Linked DNA regions of Mus musculus: region 2 is linked to region 1. The links are chromatin contacts, called in public HiChIP or PLAC-seq maps. All regions are on one chromosome and are shown on one strand. Each heading gives the region's core, a stretch centred on a gene start, on an enhancer-like site or on the middle of the called end of the contact. The rest is flanking DNA. Distances are from core to core; before and after follow the strand shown.

The links. HiChIP or PLAC-seq counts read pairs in DNA pulled down with a chosen protein or histone mark.
Region 2: a contact with region 1 is called in an H3K27ac HiChIP or PLAC-seq map of epiblast stem cells. The contact joins the enhancer-like site here to the promoter of Bhlhb9 in region 1. A contact is called at or near these places in 2 of 39 promoter capture datasets (embryonic stem cells and hippocampal neurons), 1 of 15 datasets of contacts at CTCF or cohesin (CD8 T cells), 2 of 484 Hi-C or Micro-C datasets (the N1E-115 cell line and cortical neurons), 8 of 115 datasets of contacts at active chromatin or transcription factors (the SCID.adh cell line, embryonic forebrain, embryonic stem cells and 3 more) and 1 of 9 other capture datasets (adipose tissue).

Annotation. Positions count from the first base shown.
Region 1 is chrX:135,881,879-135,887,111 of GRCm38.p6, forward strand. It overlaps Bhlhb9 (basic helix-loop-helix domain containing, class B9), which reads left to right and starts at 3,973. Exons shown (of 5, transcript NM_001098222.1): 1 at 3,973-4,209; 2 at 4,967-5,048.
Region 2 is chrX:135,922,565-135,928,299 of GRCm38.p6, forward strand. No RefSeq gene overlaps it. Among named protein-coding and RNA genes, the nearest start is that of Gm31214, 9.5 kb to the right of the region's middle. Within about 2 kb of position 3,612, at least 3 of the 459 cell types and tissues checked have an H3K27ac peak or open chromatin away from gene starts, as enhancers often do. A contact at or near this core is called in epiblast stem cells, where this site is marked.

The DNA of each region.
Region 1 (5,233 bases), core at 2,723-5,222:
CCAGTACCACCTGGGTGACTCTTACACATTACCAAGTCCAACTGTAGCATGAAGTACAACCTTGGCTAGCTCTGAAACACAGCTTCTTTGTGCTCTCAGAAAACACTTCCCAGAAGATTTCATCTCAGTGATGCCGGTCTCTTCTTAATCACCACTAATTTCTCTTTTTTATTCGATATTTTCTTTATTTACATTTCAAATGTTATCCCCTTTCCTAGTTTCCCCTCTGAAAACCCTCTATCCCCCCCACACACACACTGCGCACCAACCCACCCACTCCTGCTTCCTGGCCCTGACATTCCCCTATACTGGGGCATACAACCTTTACAGAACCAAGGGCCTCTCCTCCCATTGATGACCAACTAGGCCATTGTCAGCTACATATGCAGCTAGAGCCATAAGTCTCACCATGTGTTTTCTTTGGTTGGTGGTTTAGTCCCAGGGAGCTTTGGGGGTACTGGTTAGTTCGAATTGTTGTTCCTCCTTTGAGGCTGCAAATCCCTTCAGCTCCTTGGGTACTTTCTCTAGCTCCTTAATTGAGGACCCTGTGCTCTGCCTAATGGATGGTTGTGAGCATCCACTTCAATATTTTTCAGGCACTGGCAGAGCCTCTCAGGAGACAGCTATATCAGGCTCCTGTCAGCAAGCTCTTGTTGGCATCCACAATAGCGTCTGATGTTGGTGGTTGTTTATGGTTAGATCCACATGTGGGGCAGTCTCTGGATAGTCATTCCTTCAGTCTCCGCAATTCTTTCCATGGGTATTTTGTTCCCCTTTCTAAGAAGGATTGACATATCCACACTTGGTCTTCCTTCTTCTTGAGTTTCATGTGTTTTTCCAATTGTATATTGGGTATTCAGAGCTAATATCCACTTACCAGTGAGTGCATATCATGTGTCACCACTAATTTCTTAGCTCCAGCTAACCAGCATCATTTGTCCCAGTAGTCTCCTTCTAGTCTTGACTATAAGGCCAGAGACACATGGCCAAAGCTGCTGAGTTCTACTGCTTGCAGAACTGGAACATGGCTCCCTTGTTCTATTACATTATCAATAGCTTCCTCTTTACCTATTCCCTCACTACCTAAACTCTGTCATTGATCTTGCTCTGTAGTTTGACCTTCAACTCAGAGATCTGCATGCCTGTCTCCTGGGATTAAAGGTGTGTAACTCCATGCCTGGATTTAAGCTTTTCTTCAACTAGAACTTGCTCTATTTGAGGCTGGCCTTGAACTCAGAGATCTGCGTGGCTTGCTTTGTCTCCTGGGATTAATGGTGTGTACTACCATGCCTGGATCTAAATTTAGCTGGGTAGGATCTTTCCCCAGAATCCCTTAATCTGTTCACTCCTAGAGCACAGTATTAGGCTCCATTTCACTTCCTGGTGCTCCTTTAATACTTGAACTATGTATTTTATATTTTTCCTTTCTCAGCTGGCTAAGTTTGTTTAAGATGCTCTTCATAAGACTTAACCAGAGAACAAAATATATGATGTGTTTCTGAGACATCCTTTGTCAATGCAATTAATCTGAGTCTCTTCACCTTAGCCTCAGGCAGAGTCTTCAGACAATGGCAAAAAGTAGTCATATTCTTCACAAAATACCACAAAACAGTCTCTAGGCCACATATTGAAATTCTCCACTGAAACCTCTTGGGCCAGTTCCGCACAATTTAAATCATTCTCCGCGACAAAGTCTTCCATATTCCTACCAGAAAAACTCATTAAACCCCACTTAAAGCGTTCCAATGCTTTCAAAATGCAAAGTCCCCAAATCCACATTCTTCTAAGCAAAAGCATGGTCCGGCCTATCACAGCAATACCTTAGTCCCCTGGTACTAACTTCTGTCTTAGTTAAGGTTTTACTGCTGTGAACAGATACCATGACCAAGGCAACTCTTACAAGGACAACATTTAGTTGGGACTGCCTTACAGGTTCAGAGGTTCAGTCCATTATCATCAAGGCAGGAGCATGGCAGCATCCAGACAGGCATAGTGCAGGAGGAGCTGAGAGTTCTACATCTTCATCTGAAGGCTGCTAGCAGAATACTGGCTTCTAGGCAGCTAGGATGAGGGTCTTAAAGCCCATGCCCACAGTGACACACCTACTCCAACAAGGCCACACTTCCTAATAGTGCTACTCCCTGGGCCAAGCATATACAGACTATCAATGTAACATGTATTCAGGGACTAGTCATGTCTAATTCCTATTACAATAATTATCAATGGAGTGAAAGGACAGCTCAACGTTCACAATCCCTCCCTCAAAGGAGTAACACATATAGGATTCTTTGGGGATGCAAAAAATGGGTTTTCTACTTCAATATAGAAAACGTTGAATCCGCACATCTCCTTCAGTGGGGCAGGGGTATGATGGCATTGAATGTTTTGCATCCTCTCTTATGACTCGTGTCCTTTTGCCTACCTCTGTCTTTCCTTGCTACCTAAAGCTACCTTCTCTTTGTCTCATTTATTAAATTTTTGGATTTTACCCACACTTCATCTGTTTGAGAGGAGTTACATAACCTGATACTTTTCTCTTTTATTCTCTTTTATTCCATTTAGGGCTAATTCTATTCAAATAATTTTACTATATTTGAATAATTCTATTATAGTGTTAGTTAATACATAATTTGTATCACATCAGTTAATAATATATTACTATCTAAAATAAAGTATGGTTTTCAGAAAAAAAAGAACAAATTAAAATCTTTTAAAATATTGGTTTTTCTGACCTACAGCAAAAAAAAAAAAAAAAGTGTGATTCTTCAGCAGTGGAGTCTTAATAGCCAAAGGATGTGGCAATAGCTTCTGTTGTTTTAGGTGCCACCGGGGCAATGGTTCTCAACCTTCCTGATGCTTTAATTCAGTTCCTTGTCTTATGGTAACCTCCAAGTACAAGATTATTCTCGTTGTTACATCATAACTGTGATTTGGCTAATGTTATGAATCATAATGTAAATATCTGATATGCAGGATATTTGATATGTGACCCCTGTGAAAAGGTCATTCAACCCTCAGTGAGGTAGCAACCCATAGGTTAAGAACCACTGCTCTGAGGCCCCTTTAACCAGTAACTCGCAGTGCTTGGTACTGGGATTTTTATTTAATAAGTCGTGTCTTCTGAGAGCAGCAGCCTGGTCCACCCATGCAGGGTACCTCTGTTCAAACTCCTTTGTCTTCAAATTATATTTTAAAATTCGCTTGCATGCTAGTTGTTTGCTTTAAGGCTTCTTCATACATTCTATGTTTGGGTTGACCTATCACCTACTCTGTCCCAACCTACTCCCACGCCACCTCCCAGTTCTTTTATGTCATATGTGACTAGATGAGTTTTTAGTCCAAATAAGTCAAAGGAAGTAAAGTGACTTTTACCCCAGACCTCTGGTTGGTTTTCCAGGGACAGAAGTCTGGCTTTACCCTGGGGGCAGCGATGTAAGCTGCAATGGTTGCTCCCATTTCTTTTCCTCTAGGAACTCCATGAAGCATTGAGAGAAAAACATGAAGAATCAAGAGTCCTCTCTGCAGACTGTTGCTAGGCTACCTGTTCCCTCTCTAGCTGCAGTACTAAAAGCCCTCCTCCCTTTCTACTGGCGTCAGAAGCTACGAGAGAACTGAAGGGTAGCAAGAGATGGAGTGCAGGGAGGGGCTGGGGGCCAGCAAAGCCCAGCTTCCTACTGAAGTACAGGAGCACTCAGTATCCCTCCGCTGCTCCCTCCTGTTCCACATCTCCAGACCACCTTCTCTCCATAGTCCCCCTCTCCAAAGCCCTCATAGACTCTAGATTTCAGCCATCTCACACACTGTTGTGGCACCCCCCCCCCAAAAAAAAGTGGTGGTGGTCTCTGGTTAGGGTGAACAGGGGTCTGCAGACGCCTACGGGTGCAACCCACCTCTCCAAGAGGAGTGGGGCTGTCTGGCCCCGCCCACTCCGAGTCGGAACTACAGTGGGTCCAGGAGGGGGCGTAGAGCCCCGTGCGCAGTATCCCTCCGCCCCCTTCCCGACACCCTCGAGGTGAGCTGTGCTTGCCGCATCCTGCGCAGCCCCTGCCTGTTTGGTGCAGAGACGTAGGGGCGGGACACGTCTCTGCCATTCCACTCGCGCGCAAAGCGGTGGGGGTTCTGTGAGAGGATCCGCCGAGGACAGAGACCAGCCGGGAGCAGGAGGGGGACGCGGGGGAGCCCGGACACCTGGGCCGTGCGCCTGGCCAGGCAAGTGGAGGTGTGTCGAGGGCTCCGAGTGGTCGCACACTGAGGACCACTGCCCGGCCCTGACAGTCCAGTGAAGGCCAGCAGGTCGCGGCCTCCCTGGAGTGTGCGCGGTGCTCGGAGACCCCAGGCGGTGGGGAGGAGGAAGCGGGAACCCGAACCGGGCCCCGGGCGCAGGGTGGCAGCCAGAGTGTCTTGAGTCTGAGGGTCTGGAGGCCTGCAGAGCAGATGGCCTGGCAGCAGGCTTTTCCCCCCGGCCCTTTTTGGTGTTTGGGCCCTGCAAGGGTTGTGGGGGAGGCGACTATGGGAGAAATGGCGGCGCGGAAGCTGGGGGTGGTGCCCCTTGGAGGTTGCTGTTCATGGGTTGGAGGCAGGTGGCCAACTCTGGTGATGGTTCAGCTGTTTGGTGAGTCGCCTTTCTACCTGGGCCCTTATTCCAGAAAGGGATCCATGTGCCCTGCATCGTGGGTGCTGTCTCTTCCCACAGACTCCTGCTTGGTGGCAAAGTCTCTTGTCAGGGTGGTAGAGGTAGTGTATTCTGGGGAAGGTGAAACATCATTAGAGGGGCGATTATGAAGATGTCAGAACATAAGAATGAAAAGTTCATCTGCCTTCAATACAGGATTGTTTTATTGCCCTCTGTATTTAGACTCCTGTACCTAATTTACTGCAAGGAATTGGTCATAATAAGGAGTTGGTCATATATACAGAACTCCTAGCTATATAAATATTATGACATTGTCCTATCTTTTATATTCAGGATCCATTTTCTCAACATTTCACCTTGAACATTTGTTTTAATGTTCGAATGGACTTAAAGTAAAGAAGAACTTTTTGTGCAGGTGGGTGTTCAATTTAGAATATTTGAAATCACTATTGGAGTTAAGTGTCTCTTTCTGGGACCCCCATATATCATCCCCAACTTTTTGTTGTCCCTCATAGTTTTATACAGCAGCAGTACGGGGTGGGGGGGGTGGGGGGGGGTGGGATGCAGTTTCTGAAGGTAGCCATTTGGGTCACACATGGG
Region 2 (5,735 bases), core at 2,362-4,861, 40 kb after region 1:
TGGGAAAGTTGATAGTCAATAAATATATAAGACAGCAGTACCAAAAGAAACGTGTTTAATGCATATGTAACATTTGGGAAACAGAACTGGCCATACACTTCCACTCTATACTGTTTTGTGTATTATTTTAAGGACTATGATCTGTTTTCCTTCTCAAAAATTAGGGGCAGACTATTTAAGAAGAGCAAAAATAATCTTCTCTCGACAGGTCTCAGGTGAGCACTCAGATAATCCTGGGAGGGAACTGGAGCACTGACTTAACTATGTGAGCCAGAATTTATTATTTTTTTTTCTAGACAGGGTTTCTCTGTATAGCTCTGACTGTCCTGGAACTCACTCTGTAGACCAGGTTGGCCTCGAGCTCAGAAATTCGCTTGCCTCTGCCTCCCAAGTGCTGGGATTAAAGGTGTGCGCCACCACGCCCAGCCCAGAGCCAGAATTTTTTAAAAATTTCATTCACTGGTAGAAATCCTTCTACATCCATCATGTTTGGAATCTCTAAACCCAAAGATAAGAGGTTCAGCATCTATCCAATAGGAAAAAGAAACTGAACCTGTGTGTGTATATGTGGTTATCGAATTTAAGACCCAGAAAATATAGCACATACAATGTCATGTTTCAGTTATAGTGAAACACACACATACACACAAAACAAATATGCACACAAACTGTTTACATTATTAATTTTCTGTGCTTTGGGGGATTGAACCCAGGTCTTTATACATTCTAGGCAAGTGCTCTACCACTGTTGTATATGCCTAGTCCTGAAACAATTAATTTACTTATTTTTCCCATGAAAAATATGGTTTGTACCTATTGCAAAAATAGTAGCTGTATCTGTGTGCCATTATCATGAACCCACACATTTATTCTGTAAATTCTTATTTTATATATTTTCCTGATTTATAATCTTTAAATATAGCGTAATGGATGTTTATAAAACAAAAGATATGCATATGTATATACAATAATTTATATACCTGTAAGACAGAAATGATCAATAAACAAGGTAGCATTTATTTTTTCACACACACACACATACATACATACACACATGCATACATACATATATACCATGTTTTGGTTGTGAGAACAGTTGAAATATACTTTGACCTACATATGCAGCTAGAGACATAAGCTCTGGGGGTACTGGTTAGTTCATATTGTTGTTCCACCTAGAGGGTTGCAGACTCCTTCAGCTCCTTGGGTACTTTCTCTAGCTTCTCCATTGGGGGCCCTGTGTTCCATCTAATAGATGACTGTGAGCATCCACTAGTTGGCCATCACTGGGAAGAGAGGCCCCTTGGTCATGCAAACTTTATGTGCCGCAGTATAGGGGAATGCCAAGGCCAAGAAGTGGAAGTGGGTGGGTAGGGGAGCAGGGTGGGGGGAGGGTATAGAGATCTTTCGGGATAGCATTTGAAATGTATATAAAGAAAATATCTAATAGAAAGAGAGAGAGAGCGAGAGAGAGAGAGACAGAGAGAGAGAGAGAGAGAGAGAGAGAGAGAGAAAGTATACTTTGACCAAATTTCCAAATTATACTACATTTTTGAAGCTTTTTTGTTTTGTTTTTTGACTTTTTGGGGAGTTGTTGTTTTTTGTTTTTTTGTTTGTTTTTTTTTTTTTTTGAGACAGGGTCTCACTATTAACTATCCAGAAACTCTATGCAGATCAAGTTGGCCATTAACTCACAGAGATTTAATTACAGTATAATAATGCTATGTCTAGCATAGTTAGGCTAATCTTGGATAGGTGCAGTTTTGTACTCTTTAATCAGTTTCTCCTTCTACCACCCCTGGTAATATTACCAGCCCTAGTTGATGAGAAGTTGGTCAATGAAATGACCACATTTATTTTTGTTTATTTTTATTATTTTCTTCCTTCTTTCCTTCCTTCCTTCCTTCCTTCCTTCCTTCCTTCCTTCCTTCCTTCCTTCCTTCCTTCCTTTTTTGTTTTTGTTTTTGTTTGTTTGTTTTTCCAGACAGAGTTTCTCTGTGTAGCCCCTGCTTTCTTTTAACTCACTCTGTAGACCAGGCTAGCCTCAAACTCAGAAATCTGCCTGCCTCTGCCTCCCAAGTACTGGGATTAAAAGCGCTTGCCACCACTGCCCAGCTTAATTTTTCTTTTTTAATTAAACCAAAACAGGGGAATGTTAACATTCTGTCTAAACTCCACCCTACAGTTACGTGGAGCAACTGTCAAGTATGCTCCTCCCCACAGTTACCTGGCAACAGCCAGGTAGGCCTGACCTACTATAAAAGGGGCTGCTTGCCCCCTCCTCACTCTCTTGCCTCCCTCTCTTACTCTTGCTTTCTGCTTGCTTCTCTCTTGCCCTCTATCACATTATTATTACATGTTATAAATACACGTTGTCATTACATGAGTTACTACATTAGTACTGTAATTAACATGAGGGTGCAGACATTTTTGTTATTTAGTGATGTCATATCTTTTGGATAGAGAATTGGACTGCTAGTAATTCTGTACTTAATATGTATTAAGCCCCATATTGCTTACATACTGTCCAGATAAATCTACATTTCCATCAACAGTTTGGAAGGGTTCTGTTTTCACCACATCCTTGCAAACCTTTATTACATATAATTCTTGACATTAGCTATAGAAGCAGATATGAGATGTTATTTGGTTTTGATTTTTATTACCATTTTCTTGGTTCTTAGTGATGATGCATATTTTTTCACATGCTTTCTTTCCATATCTATGTCCTTTTGAAAAAAATATTTCTTAAGGTTCTTTGCTTACGTATTTTAGAATTAGGTGATGTTAAACATGTCTCTTAAAAGTTTTTGCTTATATATTGTAAAATTAGGTGATTTGGCTTTTGTTGCATGCATGTGTGTGTGTGTATACTTGTATATAGTAGCAATATACAAGTATATTCTTATAGATAGAATTTACAAGTATATTCTCTCATTTTAAAGGTACAGTTTTTAATTTTATTGGTTATCTTTGATTTTTTATTGGTATACTCTTGCTTGTTTGTGCCAATGACTTTAGTGCCACTTCTGCCAATATTAAGGAACATCCTACATGTTCTTCTATGAGTTGTAAATTGTCAGGTATTAAGTTGATATCTTCTTTGTTATGTTTGGTGTTTCTGTTTTGTGATACTTTCTATATGCTAAACAAGCAATCTATCAGTGAAATATACCACCTAGCACTTTATCTTTAATCTACTTTAAATTTTTGGGAGGGGGCATAGTGCAATTTAGGGATCCAAATTCTCAAAAAGAATTTCATTATTTTGTATGTAACTATCCAGTTTTCTCAGCAACATTTAGTGAGGAGACAATTTTTTCTCAATTGTGTTCTTGGCAGGCTTGTCCAACATTATTAACCATCAGAAGAAGGCAGAACAAAGCTACTTTAAGGTTCTGTGTCACACTAGACAGACTTGCATTCATCAAGAAATCAAATAACAAAAGATGGTGTAAGGATGTGGGGGAGAAGGCGCTCGTATTCACTGTTGGTGGGAGTATAAACAGGAACAGCCACTGGGTGCTTTGAATGAGAATGGTCCCCACAGGCTCTTATCTTTGAATAGTTGTTTCCCAGTCGTTGGAACTGATTGGGAAAGATTAGCTGAGCTCTGGTTGGAGGAGTGTGTCACCAGGGGTAGGCTTGGGCTTTCAAAGGACTCAAATGTCACTCTCATTATGCTCTCCACTTCCTGTCTGAAGATCTAAAAGTGAGCTCTCAGCTGCAGCTCCAGCACCATACCTCCTTGCTTGCATGCGTGCCTGCTGCTATGCTCCCATGCTATGATGGTCATGGATCCCAATCCCTCTGGAACTGTAAGACCCAATAAAAGTTTCCTTCTATAAGTTGCTTTGGTCATGATGATTTATCACAGCAACAAAAATGTTACTAATATAGACCCATTATAAAAATCAGTGTCGGGGTTGCTCAAAAAGTTAGATATAGAAATACTGTATGATTCAGTTATACCACTCCTTGATATATTCAAAGAGTTTGACACCCTATGACAGAGATACGTGTTCAACCATGTTCCTAGATATTTATATAGCTAGGAAATGGATTCTGCCTTGATGTCCATCAAATAATGAATGGAAAAAGAAAATGTGGTGCATATACACAGTGAAATTTTATTCAGTGGCTAAAAAGTGAATTGCAGGTAAATAGACAGAGTTCAGGAAAAAATATACTGAGAGAGAAACCATGGGCCCCAATAGATGTATGTTTTTTCTCATATATGCACCCTAATTTTAAATCTTTAGATTTGTGTGGTTAACTTGGAAGTCCTTTAGCAGCAAGGAAAGAAGACAATGGCCATATTGTGGTGAGTATGATTTAAGGGGCAAGGGAAGGATGCCAGAATATAAGTTATATGAGATTAGGGGAAGATAATGGGCGTGAAAAGGTTTAATCGGGTATGGGTGAAGGGAAGGGGACGTTGGGAGCATTAACCAACAAGATCAGTATATGAAAAACATATGGAAACCTACTATTTTATAAGCTAACTAAAACAAAAGTTAAAAAGAAGACATGATAGAGATCCTTCAGGGCTGGATAATGCTGATTCTAAACAGCCTTGAATTATTAAAAAAAATCCCAATGCCAGGTATAGAATACTCTCTTATGAGCTGTTGACCGGGAAGGCCACGGAAGTCTCTTTGCATTCCTCTTGGTTGCCCACAGAATAGATGATAAAGCCCCATTACTTTAGTTGCAAGAGAAAGTAGAGCTGGAAATGAACTTAAAGCATCCTTCCTGTTAGCCAGCCTTCATTATGTCAGGGGCTGTACAGGCTGCTAGGGGAGAAAATAGATCGGCAGTCTAACCTACCTGTGAACCTTCAGAGCTACAGTACTAATTAACCTGCTAGGTAAAAATGCGCGCACTGGTGTAACAGCAGCACAACTGAAATGGTTAGGTTTGAGGCAAGCTCAGCAGGAAGGATTTCAAACCTGGAACTGTAAATCTCATCAAAATCCCGTGGTTGGGGATGTCATGGTTCCCAGTGAGGAACTTATTACAGTTGTTTGTTTAAATTGCCATGGCATCAAACTGCCTTGTAAACATCTATGCTTTTCCCCCTAGATAAAGCCTACCTTTAGCCTTTATCAGAGAAGCCTCTCTTTTCAGTGCGGTGGGGGATACCAACAACAAGATTTCCATAAATAGCATCAAGTTCATCCTCCCAGAATATGACATTTTAAGTTCTATATTCATAGACTCACATTGTTCTCCTTCTCAGCTCAGCCCCATGAAGCCACTGATCTATGATTACAAATTATGTTTCATTTTTCTGGAATTCTATATAAATGGAAACACAGAGGCTGAATTTTTTTCAATGAGGAACTTATTTTATAAAAGTTTATACAGCTATAATACTTTGGGTTTTTACATATGTACAATTTATTGTGATTATCCTCACTTCCCATTATCCTGTATTATTCCTTTTTCTTTCCTTCCGAACTTCTTTCCAATTTGTCCTTCAGGGTTTGTGAGAAAAAGACACTCCATCCCAGAGCAACCATTATGTTTATGAGCTCCTCAGGAAGAGGTAGGGCTTTGTGTGGACTTTCTCTACTTATGGCAAAATGTTGAAGGGTTCAGCCTTGTGCTGGTATATATCTATCAATGACTACTAGGGATTCCTGAGTGCAGTGGTTGTGCCACAACTGGATAACAATATTTCATAGCACCTTTCCCCACATTTCTTCTGCCTCTCCTGATGTTCCCTGGGG